Linked DNA regions of Ovis aries: region 2 is linked to region 1. The links are chromatin contacts, called in public Hi-C maps. All regions are on one chromosome and are shown on one strand. Each heading gives the region's core, a stretch centred on a gene start, on an enhancer-like site or on the middle of the called end of the contact. The rest is flanking DNA. Distances are from core to core; before and after follow the strand shown.

Region 1 (7,140 bases), core at 3,853-6,352:
GCACAGTCCCTGTTACTTTCCACTACACATTTACTAAATCCTCCTCTTGCACGTACAACTGTAGCCCGCCAGGCTCCTCAGTCCATGGGATTCTCCAGGCAAGAATACTGGAGTGGTTTGCCACGCCCTCCTCCAAGGGATCTTCCCAACCCAGGGATTGAACCCAGGTCTCCCGCATTGGAGGCGGATTCTTTACCATCTGAGCCACCAGAGAAACCCAAGAATACTGGAGTGGGTAGCCTGTCCCTTTTCCAGGGGATCTTCCCAACCCAAGGACTAAAGCTGTTTCTTCTGCTTCTCCTAGATTGCAGGCTAATTCTTTACTACTTAAGTCATACTCAAGTTATCCTAATCAGAAGTACCTGTGAGAGCTGACTGATTCATTTGTGCTTAGTCATAGCACAAATAATTGTTAATACTTATTGAGTACTTACTACATGCCAGGGTCTGTTCTAAGTCCCTTACCTACATTAGTTCATGCAACAGTCACAGAATCCCTATGAGGTAGGTGCTATTACTATCCCATCTGACAGATGAAGAAACTGAGTCACACAGAGGTGAAGCAGTTTGCCTAAGGCTGCACAGGAGCTAAGTGGCAGAGCTAGGATTTGAACCCTGGCCTCCTGAAAGCTAGTGGAGGTGATGGAATTCCAATTGAGCTATTTCAAATCCTGAAAGATGATGCTGTGAAAGTGCTGCACTCAATATGCCAGCAAATTTGGAGAACTCAGCAGTGGCCACAGGACTGGAAAAGGTCAGTTTTCATTCCAATCCCAAAGAAAGGCAATGCCAAAGAATGCTCAAACTACCACACAATTGCACTCATCTCACACACTAGTAAAGTAATGCTCAAAATTCTCCAAGCTGGGCTTCAGTAATATGTGAACCATGAACTTCAAGCTGGTTCAAGATGTTCAAGCTGGTTTTAGAAAAGGCAGAGGAACCAGAGATCAAATTGCCAACATCTGCTGGATCATTGAAAAAGCAAGAGAGTTCCAGAAAAACTTCTATTTCTGCTTTATTGACTATGCCAAAGCCTTTGACTGTATGGATCACAATCAACTGTGGAAAATTCTGAAAGAGATGGGAATACCAGACCACCCGACCTGCCTCTTGAGAAATCTGTATGCAGGTCAGGAAGCAACAGTTAGAACTGGACATGGAACAACAGACTGGTCCCAAATAGGAAAAGGAGTGCGTCAAGGCTGTCTATTGTCACCCTGCTTATTTAACTTATATGCAGAGTGTATCATGAGAAACGCTGGACTGGAAGAAGCACAAGCTGGAATCAAGATTGCTGGGAGAAATATCAATAACCTCAGATATGCAGCTGATACCACCCTTATGGCAGAAAGTGAAGAGAAACTAAAAAGCCTCTTGATGAAAGTGAAAGAGGAGAGTGAAAAAGTTGGCTTAAAGCTCAACATTCAGAAAACGAAGATCATGGCATCTGGTCCCATCACTTCATGGGAAATAGATGGGGAAACAGTGGAAACAGTGTCAGACTTTATTTTGGGGGGCTCCAAAATCACTGCAGATGGTGATTGCAGCCATGAAATTAAAAGACGCTTACTCCTTGGAAGAAAAGTTATGACCAACCTAGATAGCGTATTGAAAAGCAGAGACATTACTTTGCCAACAAAGGTCCGTCTAGTCAAGGCTATGGTTTTTCCTGTGGTCATGTATGGATGTGAGAGTTGGACTGTGAAGAAAGCTGAGTGCCGAAGAATTGATGCTTTAGAACTGTGGTGTTGGAGAAGACTCTTGAGATTCCCTTGGACTGCAAGGAGATCCAACCAGTCCATCCTAAAGGAGATCAGTCCTGGGTGTTCATTGGAAGGACTGATGTTGAAGCTGAAGCTCCAATACTTTGGCCACCTCATGTGAAGAGTTGACTCATTTGAATAGACCCTGATGCTGGGAAAGATTGAAGGCAGGAAGAGAAGGGGACGACAGAGGATGAGATGGTTGGATGGCATCACCGACTCGATGGTCATGAGTTTGGGTAAACTCCAGGAGTTCGTGATGGACAGGGAGGCCTGGTGTGCTGTGGTTCATGGGGTCGCAAAAAGTCAGACATGACTGAGTGACTGAACTGAACTGAACTTCTTACTCCAGCCCCTACTCTTAACTTAACTACTCCATATACTAGGAAAGAGTAGTTACTAACTTTTAACTACTCCATATACTAGGAAAATTTCTGTTGAACAAATATGCTCTGTTTCCTCAAAGTCTGTAATCCAACTCAGAGCAAGATTTTGAAATATAAGACTGTGCTGTGAAATATTTTTCTTTGCTAATCGTCCCCAGAAACTCCAGCAAGGTTTGGAGTTAACCTCCTGAAGGTGACTTTCCCCTGAAAATTCACACATTCCTCCTCCAGATCAAGCCTATTTGCCCTCATCTGAGTAGAGGGAGGGGAAAGTGGAGGAGCTTGTGGAGGTGAGAGCTACCCCAGGAGGACCCAGAGAGGCAAAGCAGCCTTTTCTCTTTCGGGGAAATAAGTTGAAGTGTTGACCTCTGCATTCCTACAGTCCTGCCACAACTGGACATCCTCCAGACCCAGCTGAGAGTGGAAGGTGGAAGGAGGGGCTGCAGTCACGGACAGCCTGGAGTCTTTGTGTGATGGTTAACAGAAACCTGACGGAGATTTGGCTTGAGTTTTTAGAAATGGAAAGAAAATATAAAGGACTATATTGGTTCTTACACATGAGATGTCTAATGGTGCTTTAAGCATCTCAGAATCAAAACCTCAAAAGATGTCATTAGGGCATAGTCTCTCTCTGCGTTACTTTCCTCTCTTGACTATATTTTGAGCACAATTTTACCACATGGTGGCTCAAGTAACTACTGGGCTGCCCCAAGCTTATGCTCTCCCTGGATAAAGCCAGTTTGTGGTTGGGGGGTAAGACTGCTGGCATTTCCTGATAGTACCAACATAAAGTCCCAGGGAGGGATCCTATTGGCCCAGCTTAGGTCATGTGCTCATCCATGAGCCAATCACTGGGCCTGGTAGGTATAGGGCTGATTGGTCAGATTAGATTAGTCTATGTCCTCTAAAGTGGGGGTAGAATCTGGTTATCTTCGGATGAACTTAACTGAGGAGGGTTGACTCCTTAAACGGAAACTGTTAACCAAAAAAGGTGAGGGTAGAGGAAGGAGTTTACAGGCCTAAACAGCTGGAGATTTTCACTTCCCACAGGAGTCCTCAGATTCACTCCAGGGAGAGAAGTGGGGAGTGTGAGGACTTGAGAGTGAAAAGGCGACCCAGGAAGGAATCTAAGGGCTAGCTTGGCAGAGGCCATGACTAAAGGGGGCTGCTCAGATTCCAATCTTGGCAATGTCCTCCTCCGTCAGTTAGCAGCAACAAGGTCAGGGCGGGGCCTCGCCTGGTGTCCACCGGAGGAGTTCTGTCTTCACAGAGGAGGTGAGGAGCAGGCCTTGTGGAGGCCTCTGGTGGACATGGTTAGAGCCCTGGAGATGGTTTCATGGAACCGGGGCTTTGAAAAGCTCGTCCTGAGTTTCTCAGATGTGGTCCAGGGAGCAGAGTGAGTGCAAGTCGTGTCCAACTTTTTGCGACCTCATGGACTGTAGCCCGCCAGACTCCTCTGTCCATGGGATTTCCCAGGCAAGAATACTGGAGTGTGCTGCCATTTCCTTCTCCTGGGGATCTTTCCAACCCAGGGATCAAACTCGGGTCTCCTGCCTTGAAGGCAGATTCTCTACCATCTGAGTCACCAGGAAAGCCCACCAGGGTGCTGAAGGAAACCTTTATTTGTGGAGGCCATGGAAGAGTGCGGTTACTCGCAATCCAGATCAGCCTAGAAGGAGCTGGAAGACTATTCCAGGTGTGAGAGCTGGATGGACCCTGGGGCCCAGGTAGCCCTGGGAATGGCCTACAGGCTTGTTTTAGCAACAGCAGAGGACTAATAATAATGGCACCCTGGAGTGCCCCCCTCACCCCCTCCCGTTTATACATGTCACTTCTACAGATGAGCAAGCAGGGGTAGGGAGGGCAAAGAGGCCTCGCCTCCGAATGCTTTCACCAGAGCCCTGGGCCTCAGTCCTGTGACACCTTACCTTGCCATGTGCCTCAGGCAAGTCAGCTCCTTTGTCTCAGTTTCCTTATCTGTGAAATAAAGATGTTAGACCAGAGGGTCTCAACTGGGATGATTGTGGCCACCAGGGATATTTGACAATGTCTGGAGACGTTTTGGGGTTGTTACAAGGAGAGGGTGATGCTACGGGCACAGTGGGCAGAGGCCGTCCTACAAGACACAAGACAGCTCCAACAACCAAGCATTATCTGGCCCTAAATATCAACTGTGAAGAGGCTGAGGAACCCTGCATTAGACTGAGGTCACTCTGTAGGGGTCAGTGCTGACCAGTCACTGTGAGATATTCTGAGGGCACCCCGGGCTCAGGAGGCATTTTTGAGTGCCCAGGCCTTTAGAAGAGAGGTCTCCTGGTCCCACTAGAGTAGCTGTAGTTGTATTTGTGTAAACTGACTGGCTTTCTCTCTCTGCTCTGATCTAGACGTGATACCTAGAATAGGTGAATTAGATGCCTGGCTTGATGGAAGAACAGACGGCCCTGTGAGGTAGTGAGTCCACCGTCAGTGGAGGCATTCAAGAGAAGGCAGCGTGGCCACCTGTCAGAGACGTGGAGGAGCCCTGCCTCTGGTCTGAGCTGTCCTATGGCATTTTGAGCCTCCTTCGGTCAGGAGGTAAAGCGCGAGAGTGCTCTGCGTAGAGCTCTCGGCTTCCCCACCTGCCGGTCCGGAGCGGAAGCGCCTTGCTTCCCACGGGACTCTCCACCAAGCTGCAAACTTTTCTCCAAGTTTTTCTCCCCGGTCTCCGGGAGCTGCCGGAGCGGCGCAGGCAGCACCCCGCGGCTGGTTGCTTCGACCCGACGCCACCGCCGCCAGGCCCGGCCCAGCCCAGCCCAGGGGGCGCGGCTGCAGGGGCTTCCGAGGGCCCCCGGGGTGGGGGTGGGGGGGCTCCGGGCCGCGAGCCGCTGCCGAAAGGCTTTTGACAAAAAAAAAAACCCTTGACCACCAAGGCCAGCCTCTTCCTGAAAGCCCCGCTCGCTCCGATACAGGAAGTGGAGGGAGCGAGGGCCCCAGAGCGCGGCGGCGGCTGCGGCGGTGGCTTCCCGACTCGGCGCGGGGCTGGCGGCGGTGCCCGCCCGGGCCCTTCCCCAGGGCAGCAGCGCCAGGGGCATGCGGGCGCCCGGGCCCCCGCGGCCCGCGCCGCCCGGCGCCTGAGCCCTTGCCTTCACGATCCCGGAGCTGACGGCGGCATGATCCGACGAGCCGGGGCGCCCGAGCGCGCGGACCCCGTGGGGTAAGTGCGGAGCCGCGGCGCCCCCTTCTCCCTCGGTGTCCCCGGGCCCCTCTCGTTCCGCGTCCCTCCCGCCCCCGAGAGCGCTCGGAGCTCCGGAGTAGCCCTGCCGCAGGACTTCGGGGTGTCGAACTGAGACCGAACCCCTGGCCACGGCTCGGGCCGGTCCCCCCGGTACTGCGCGGAAGGGGGCGGCCCTGGTGCCTCTTCAGGACCCAAGACTTGGCGAAACTTTTAAACCCAGATGTCGCTCGCCGGAAAACCGGCTGGCACGTCCGGGGCTAGGTTGGTGGGTATCTGAGGGTCGGCTCTATCTGTCAGAGCCGAAGCGGAGGGGCTGTGCGATCGCGGCCCCCTCCCCGGGTTCTGGTCTCGCCTGAACTTCAGATGCGATCACCGCGGGCCGGGCCCCTCTAGCCTCTCGCGCCCGCCGCTTCGCCTGTGTCCCGCGCGCGTCCTCGAGTGCTGGCGCTCGGCCGCGCCTGGGGCCGAGGACCCGAGTCCCCGTAAGTTTGGACACGCCCGCGGCCTGTAGCCCACCCGCCCGCCAAGACCGAGGACCCACCGGGATCCCCTCCCCCACACCTCTTTTGGATTCCCGGACAGTGGTGACCTTCGGACCGGCCTTTGCGAAGCCTGGGGCTTGGGGAGGGTCCAGGGCGCACGAACTGCGCGTGGCCTTAGGAATCCCCTACGGAAGGGAGGAGGCACTGCTTGGAATGCGTGAAGCCAAACCGGTTTGGGAACCGGCTTTCGGGAGGGGTCTCCAGCGTCTGGTTTCCTGTCCCCCCACCCCCATCTCGCACCCTCGGACTTCTGGACATTGCTCAGGGCTGCGCTCCGAAGTAGATTCTTTCGATCAGCCCAGCCCAGCAGGCGCCCAGGGAAAGCTTCAGTGGGATGAAGAGGTTCCTGTTCAGAGGCAGATTACTGGGCAAACCTCTTAGACCTTTCTGGGAATTAAGGATGGTGGGCGCCATGGGGGAAGCCAGGCTCGAGCTACTTCTGTGATGGACACTCAGTTGCTGCCTGGCTTAACTCTGTGACCTCAGCTACGCGGGCCTCAGTTTTCCCCAGTGTTAAAACAAAGCGACGGGCTGTTCTCCGGCAGCCCGGAACTGGGGAGCAGCTGGAGGTAACTGGCCCTAGGCTAGTGGGAGGGGTGTCTCAGAGGGACCTGAGAGCACTAGATCCGAATGCCTCCCCTCCTCCCCCTCCCCCATTTCCGTCCCAGCCTGGATCCTTTCCCTTGGAAGTGGAAAGACAAATGTCATCCGCTGGAGGAACTGGAAATTTTGTTGGGGAGGGCGCCCCCCCAAGAATCAAATATCTACCACACCCAATACTGATGGGTGGACCTAGGAGGAGATTCCCAGGGAGGAAGGGGAGGTGAGGGGCCAGGGTCCCGAACTATGTGACTTCCCATAATTGTCCCAGGTTGACCTCTCCTTACCCATTTCCTCTTGCCTTTCTCTGTTTATTACAGGGTCAGTTATTAATACTTAACCTCTCTGTGCCTCATTAGTGTTAGTGTTAATAAGTATTAATCGCTCAGTCGTGCCCGACTCTTTGCGACCCCATGAACTGCAGCCCTCCAGGCTCTGCTATACATGAGATTTTCCAGGCCAAGGGGTTGCCATTTCCTTCACTTACCTAGAAAATGAAGATAAGTGATAATAACTACCCTTCAGAGTTGTTTTGAGGATTAAATGAGATAATGCATAAGAAGTTTTGCACCTAGGGCGGAGGGCAAACTTTTAATAGTTATTATTATTACTGCTATTATCATTTGTTTATA
Region 2 (7,559 bases), core at 3,239-5,738, 67 kb after region 1:
GATTTCATGTCTTCCTCCCGGGGCCACGTGGTAGAATCCCATTTTCCATTTTTAAACCTTTAAAAATGTATGCTCAGCTTAGCTGAAAAGAGCATCAAAACCCAAACCAAACATCCTTCGTGAAACATAACTCTTCTAAATCACAATTCGTATCCATTCCCTGTGACTGCACAGATGTCGTCTGTACGTTTGTATGCATTTCATTTTGCTTTTTTTTAAATTTTACTCCTCTGCTCCCCAAACCTCAGTCCTGAGATCTGACCCGAGAGAAACCAGACAACAGCAAGAAAGCAGCAAGGTGGCGTGTTTCTTTGCCACGTTGCTTCGCCGCTTCCACCTTTGTGCTGTCTTCCTGTGTGGTTCCTGCTCCTTATCATGATGGTCAAGCACAGACCAGGGAAGCCGCACAGCCTGTGTTGGAATCGGAGTGTTCTGCCTTTAACCACCTGTGTGACCTTGGGCCCCTTGCCTAACCTCTCCAGGCCTCTAAGATGGGGATGATAATGGTGCTGCTCCCGTAGCAGGCTGGAAGGAGGAGTTAGTGTATCTGAAGTGCTTAGGGTAGTACCCAGAGCACCCTAGAGGGTAATAACTGTGTTTGTTTTTCTCACTCTTGTTGTTATTGCTGTTATTATTAAGGCTCCTTCAGGATTAAGGCAAAAAGGAGGAGTAGAATAAGCCTACACACTGGGCTCCAAGGTTCTGGGTATATCCCAGCCCAGCTTGTGGGGCCTGACCATAGTCCTTTGTGGGAGGAAGGAACCACCAACCTCTTGCATCCTCCCGTGGCCATGGTGGCTATGGTGGGGGGTGGCCTGAGGAGGAAGTGGGCAAGGGAAAAGGCCCAGAGCCTGGACCTGGGACCTTTTGTTGGGATTCCCCACACAGAGCTGAGACAAAGGAAAGAGACAAGGGGATCCCCCAGGAAGTAGGCAGTCAGCCATATCTGTGGCCTCCCTCTGTTGGCCTTGAATGAGAGAGATCTTTGCAGACCCCCTCTGTGCTTCTGTGTGCTCAGGTCATCCTCTAGTTCCTTGTTAAGAGGTTTTTGGCGAAATCCTGAACCAGTCCGCTCAGGCTAGCTATGCTGTGGTGACGAGCAGCCCTACCCTGCAGAGGCTTCTCTACCCACAGCACTGCACACACAGTAAGGCGAGTGTGTTTCTCACTCACACCGCATGTCAGCTGAGACTCTTTACAAAAACATTTCACTCTGCAGTCTGGGCTGAAAAAGCAGTGCTCAGAGAGGGGAGGGTGCAGAGGGGACGGAGAGAGATGGCAGGTTTATTCAGAGGTGGCAGAAGTCACTTCCCATCACATCTCATTGGCCAAAACAGGTTGAATGGCCAGACCAGACTCAGTGGGATGCAAAGTATGATCCTCCCTCCAGTGTGTGACTAGCACAGAGGGGTAGCGGCTATTTTGAACAACTGTTGTCACCTATTACATTCCCGATTCCCCTCTGTGCTGCTCCAAGGTGACAAGTGCGTCACCACTTAGCTTCATCAGGGACGCTCAGAGGCCAGACATGTATGTGTGGCTGGTAGCGGCTGAGAACTGGCAGAAAAGACATTGGCTCAGGGGATATAGGATGCAAAGGGACAGGACACAGGATAGAGGGAGGTCTGACCAGCCTCCAGGTGCAGCCTTGCCCCTTTATGGCTGAAATTAACTAGTTGGCTGGGGGACACGAGCTATCTTTTTCATTAATCTGCACCCTTGAAGATGGCAGCAATGATTCCTTCATGTGATGGCATTTTCTCCTGGCTGATATATAACAGACAGTCAGTTGGCCCCATCTGCAGAAGAGGAATCATGAGACAGCAGCGGATGGTGTGGTCTGGCTCCTACAGGAAGTGACTGCCCAGTACTCAGTCTGAGCCACTTGGTCTAGTTTCGGGGCAGCCCCACTTCCCTTCTTGCCTATCCTCTATTCCACACTGACCCCTGGCATTAGAAAGGCTGGCCTATTGAACTCAGTTAGGATTTCTTCTTGATTTTGAGCAGATCTCTCACCCTTGGGCCAGTGATTTTGGGCCAAGTAGTTGAATGAGATAAGTATACTTGCACTTGGGAACAGAGCCCACCTCAGCGGTGAGTGTTGTGCTGATTGGTGCAGATGATCATCACCACTGGATTGGGCGACCTTTCAAACCAAGGAGGGGAGCAATTCTAGATGAGTCCTCCCAGGCAGTAGAGATCTGTACGTATGGGAGGGCAGAGTGTCACACAAATTGCCTTTGAGGTCCACACTGAAGATTTGCTTTGGTGCTCTTGGGTTTGACCCTTTCACCAACTGACCCACTATCCTAGAATGAGATTTCACCTGTATTTGGGCCAAAATATGTTAAGTCCATAAAAAGGTAAGGAATTATTATGTTAAACTTAGGGTTGGTATGAAGAAGGCAAGCTCTTGATATTTCATCAGGCCGGAGGCATTGTATCATGGTGAGTCGTGTGCGTTTGTCAAGGCAAACCTCTTTTGAGATCATGAGCTTTGGGAAGACTGACAGTTCTAGGTTTTTATTCTGTCCCTGGCATCTTCTGACATTAGACAAGTATCTTAACATCTCTGGGCTTCAATTTTCTCATCTGCAAAATGGGAACATCTGCAGCATGGCTGTTGGAGGGTTGATGACTGAACACAGTAGGGATGAGAGGCAGTGCTGCCTGGCACATAAGAAGTACTTGGCCTTGGACCTGTGATATTGTGACCGACAATTAGAAATATACACGGTCTTCATTCCCATTCTTGGCACAGAGCTCCCTCAGAATTTTCTAAATAATAAGAGCCATAACTGTGTCTTGAGACATGTAACAAACCCTTTCAACCACACCTGAGTTTATGTCCACGTGGTGACTTTGGGAAAGTACCTAAGGATGGGGGTTGGTTGCCAGGAAACCAATCATTCGATTGGAATGTTGGAAATTTCAGTTCCACTCCCAACCTCTGGGAAAGGGAGAGGAGCTGGAGGTTGAGTATCACTGATGGCCAATGATTTGATCTATCATGTCTGTGAAATGAAGCCTTCATAAAAACCCAAAGGGACCGGGTTCAGAGAGCTTCCTGGTTTGTGAACACAATGGAGATTGGGGAGAGTGGTGTGCTCAGAGAGCAGAGACGCTCTGGCCCCTTCCTGCATACGTTGTCCTGTGTGTCTCTTCCATTTGGCTGTTCCTGAGTTATATCTTTTAATACAAACCAGTGATCTTGTGAGTAAATGCGTTTCCTGAGTTCTGCAACCCACTCTAGCAGATTAATTGAACCCAAGTCATTAGAACCTCTGATCCCGTAGGTGATTGGTCACAAGCACGGGTAACAACTTAGACTTGTGATTAGTGTCTGAAGTGGGGTGGGTGGGAGAGTGTTGTGGGATCTGATGCTGTCTCTAGGTGCATAGTGTCAGCATTGAGTTAGACTGGGAACTTCCCTAGAGGTCCATTGATTAAGACTCTGCACTTTCAGTGCAGTGGGGTGTGAGTTTGATCCCTGGTCAGAGAAACTAAGATTTCACATGCTGCATGGCTCAGCCAAAAAAACTATGTTTTTACATTTTTGAAAATAAAGAATTGAGTTAAATTGTAGGACACCCAGTGGGTGCTGGAGAATAGCTTGGTGGTTTTGAAAGCACAGACACTGGGATTGGTGTCAGAATAGAGGTAACTATAATATCCTAGTGTTGTCTCCTGGACAAAATGAAGTCATGTATGGGGGAAAGCTGTCACAGTGTCTGAGTGTAGTAAGCACTCAATAAATTCAAGCAGTTATAATTAGCTGTGGGGTTGAGTAACATGCAGCTCAGACCTCAAAACCATCACTTCCTGCAGTGCCGTGCTCTTGCAGGACTCCTCTAAGAAGTTAATTCATTCTTTTATCTCATATTGGTTATACCCATGCAGGTTTTGGCAAAAAAAAAAAAAAAAAGGAACCGCAGTTTGTATCTTTCTATTTTCAGTAATTCCCCTTTCAGCTTCCAGAACTGAGGTTGGTCTAGGAAAAAATACATCATCAGATAATTGAACTCCAAGAACCTTACTGTAAATCTTTCGTGCCTTTCTTTCTTTCTTTCTTTCTTTAATAGATTTTTGAATCATAGTGGTGCATATTTTTTAGCCTTCTTTTTTTACTTAAACATTTTATTATGAGCTTTCTCTGTGTTATTAAACATTTCACAGACTTTGCATCCAATGAACTGTGTGCTGAACGAGGCTTAGGAAGGGTCTGTAAGACACGGCGCCTGACATTGGCCAACCTGAGCAGACCCACGTGCACTTAACCAGAAATGGAAGTCAGATGGTCATAAGAGCTAGAATGTTAGTGTGCACTTTGAGGGCACCAGGAGTTGGTCTGGCTCTGTGGACATGGAACACCGGAGGAGGTTTTGACAGAGAGGGGAGAAAGATCCAGGACACGTGTCCTTGGAGGCAAGAGAAGAGGGAAGCGGGTTGTGGAGGGAGGGGAAGTGTCACATCATCACCAGGCCCCAGCGAGTGGCCTCGGCCTGTGTGTACAGTGACTGCCACCTTCAGGGGCTTTGCAGCTTCAGAAGATGTGCCTGAGAGAGAAGACCGTCCAATTCAGCAGCTTCAGAAAGCCAGGGGCCCCTGCATAGCTACAACCCCTCTTTTCGGGGTGACTCCAGAGGGATTGGGCCCCAGTGCCTCCTGGGCTTCCTGTCACGGGAAAGCTATGGGTTTGGATTATCAATGTTTGTGTCTGGGGCTCCCACCTTCCTTTCCAGCTGTTTCTGCCTCCCTCTGCCACCTTCCATGAAAAACTGCTCTCTGGAAATTCTCTAGCCGGTAAACAGATTCATACTAACGTGTGAAAGACTAACACCATCATAAAGTGGTGCCCCCAGCCACAAGGGCGTGCATCTCAGTAGGAATAGTTATTGTACTGATAAAGGAGGGGAGCGCCAGGCACTGGCCAACAGAAGAGTGGGAGTTGGTTTGTCCTGGCCGTCCTGAAACAGCAGAGGAGGGGGGCACCTGCTTTCATTGAGGCTCATCTGACCTCCAGCATCCTCCCCATGCCCACCACCTGCCCAGGCCGCAGGCTTCCTGATGAGACTACTCAGGTGGACAGTGAAGTTCTTATGCGTCTGTTGCCTGATGGAGGCAGTTTCTCCCAGGTTACCCCACAATAAGGCCCCTGGAAGACAACTGATGCTTGCATCCCCATCTGGCGCCACCTTCCTCCACACTCAGCGTGTCACCCCGCGTCTGTGCTGTGCTGGCAGGGGGCTCGAAGCCCTCTCCTATCAGCCAGTCAGCTGTACTCATCTACAGAAGGGTAGAGCTTCTGTCTGATGCATCTGTGGTCCCCATAGCCTAGCAAAGGGCAGGACCACTGCTCAATCAGTTAATCACACCCCACACTTGTGCAGAGAGTCTCTAGGACCCAGAGAGTGTGCTTTGGAACCCGATGGATCCAAACTCAAATGCCACCCTTATGCTTTCATCAGCTGTGAGGTCTTGGCCATGCTACTCAATCATCCACCTCAATAAGCCTTGGTTTTCTCGGCTGGGAAATGACCTCATAATCAGAGTGATGACTAACTAAAACTACATAGAGTCGGTACTCATGAAAAGTTAATTGCTTCTTCCCCTTCTCTGCTCACCTTCACCCTTGACAGAGAGGTCTTGGAGTTGGAAAACCTGGATTTGCATTCATTTCTCCTGCTTAATTGGTTCTGGGAACTCAAGCAAGGTGTGACTCCTGGGCCTCACTTTCATCAACTGTAAATAGGGTTAAAGATGCCTCCAAGGAAATTGCTGTGGGGAATAAACATTCGAACGTACCTAAAACCTGACTGAGATTCTAGAGCTGCACACTACTGTATCCATCCGTCCATCTGTTCCCGTGTATACATAACTAGCATCTATTGAGCCCTGGGCTCAGAGGAGACCAAATTCTACTCTTAGAAAGATCACTTGGGTAGCTGAGTGGGTTGGAAGAAACAAGGCAAAGTGCTTTTTACAAGTGGCTTTGCAGCTCTCATGGTGTCCCTGTATGGAGCTTTGCTCTGGAAGGAGTGCCCCCAGTATTTAGGACTTCTTAGGGGTTGTTCCAGGGGAACTCAGATTTTAGGGTTTGTTTTTTTTTTCCAAAAGGGAAAGCTGATTGTTACCTCTGGACACTTTTAAAAAAATTTATTTGGCTGAGCCGGGCCTTAGTTGCAGTACTCGGGATCTCAGCTGTGGCTTGTGGGCTCTAGATTCCTGACCAGGAATCAAACTCTGGCCCTCCGCATTGGGAGCACGGAGTCTTAGCTATTGGACCACCAGTGAAGTCTACCTCTGAGGACTTCTGAAGCGCCTCACAGATTTGCCTGGCTCTGGAAGCTTCCAGGCAGCTTTCCCACCAGAAAGAGGAACAGCATCAGTGTGAGTTTATGCAAAACCATGTCAGGTATCAATGAATGGGGTTCTAATCTGGCCCTACCAGTAATCTTCTGTGTTACCTTAAGCATGTCACTCAATGTCTCTGGGCCACCTGACCTCACCAGGCAAGAAATGGATATAAAATGCCTTGGAAAGATGAAGCCCCATACAGAGAGAAGGTACTATTCTTGGTTTGCCTGGCCCCAGACATCCCAAGCGCTAGGATAAAAAGCCTCACCACAGGTGAGGAAAATACATGTTCAGTGTCCCAGGCAACCACACTGGCCACTTGGGAAGCCACTGTATTATGCCTGTCCCATCAACTTCTCCTTTCTGCCCAAACTGCTTAAGGAAGCAGTCAGAGGTGAAACCTTCTGGAAAGTTCTGTAGAAATGGACTAGTGACTTCCATGATTTTGTGTGTGCGTGTGTCCATCTCCCTGGATATCAAGTATCTGCCTGAGATGCAGGAGACAGAGGATATGCGAATCCAATCCCTGGGTTGGGAAGATGCCTTGGAGAAGGAAGTGGCAACCCACTCCAGTATTCTTGCCTGGACATGAGTCTCGGGGTCTACAGACCATGGGGTTGCAAAGAATCAAACACGACTGAGCAATTAAACCACCACCAGTTCCCTAAATCTGTTAGGAATCAGTAAATAGTTTGCATTGCGTTTATTGGCAGTCCCGAGTCTGTTACATACATTCTGTTGTGCTTTTTGCTGTCTTGGCCTTGGTTTACACAGTGGAAACTTTCGGGCAACTCGCCGCAGTGGAACTTCCCCTCTTGAGATGTTTCTTTAATGTAGTCATTGTTTGCAGTTCAAGACTGCCCTGGGAAGCCCCCAGGTGAGACTCAGTTCCTCAATGATAGACCCTACCCTTGAAATCTTATATAGCCTTTGGCCCCAGCTACTGGGGAAACTCCCCGTGTACCCGACTGTGTACCGGACTCTCTGTGTACCAGGCATAAAGTGGTCTTCATGGAAGCCATTCCTTGGGTCTTTATCACAGCCCTGCAAAGCAGGTGCTAGACCCCCATTTTGCAGCGGAGGGAATTGTGCCCAAGGATGAAACTGGGACTGAAGCCAGGCTCTCAACTCCATGTTCAAAGCACCTTCATCTGAGCAGGTTGCTTCTTGTCTTGCCTCCCGTGGTCCTCATGTGCATGGGG

What was found. A called contact is a pair of places that touch in the nucleus more often than the background predicts.
Region 2: a Hi-C map of hypothalamus shows a contact between it and region 1, with 2.5 times the contacts expected there. The contact joins the enhancer-like site here to the promoter of RIN3 in region 1. A contact is called at or near these places in 2 of 16 Hi-C or Micro-C datasets (blood and hypothalamus).

The regions. Positions count from the first base shown.
Region 1 is chr18:55,050,550-55,057,689 of ARS-UI_Ramb_v3.0, forward strand. It overlaps RIN3 (Ras and Rab interactor 3), which reads left to right and starts at 5,103. Exons shown (of 10, transcript XM_027957334.3): 1 at 5,103-5,345. The coding sequence starts at 5,302. It overlaps LOC121817114 (a long non-coding RNA gene), which reads right to left and starts at 6,124. Exons shown (of 3, transcript XR_006056877.2): 1 at 5,928-6,124; 2 at 4,081-4,129.
Region 2 is chr18:55,118,518-55,126,076 of ARS-UI_Ramb_v3.0, forward strand. The region is part of intron 3 of RIN3 (Ras and Rab interactor 3); the gene reads left to right. Among named protein-coding and RNA genes, the nearest start is that of RIN3, 67 kb to the left of the region's middle. Within about 2 kb of position 4,489, at least 9 of the 54 cell types and tissues checked have an H3K27ac peak or open chromatin away from gene starts, as enhancers often do. A contact at or near this core is called in hypothalamus, where this site is marked.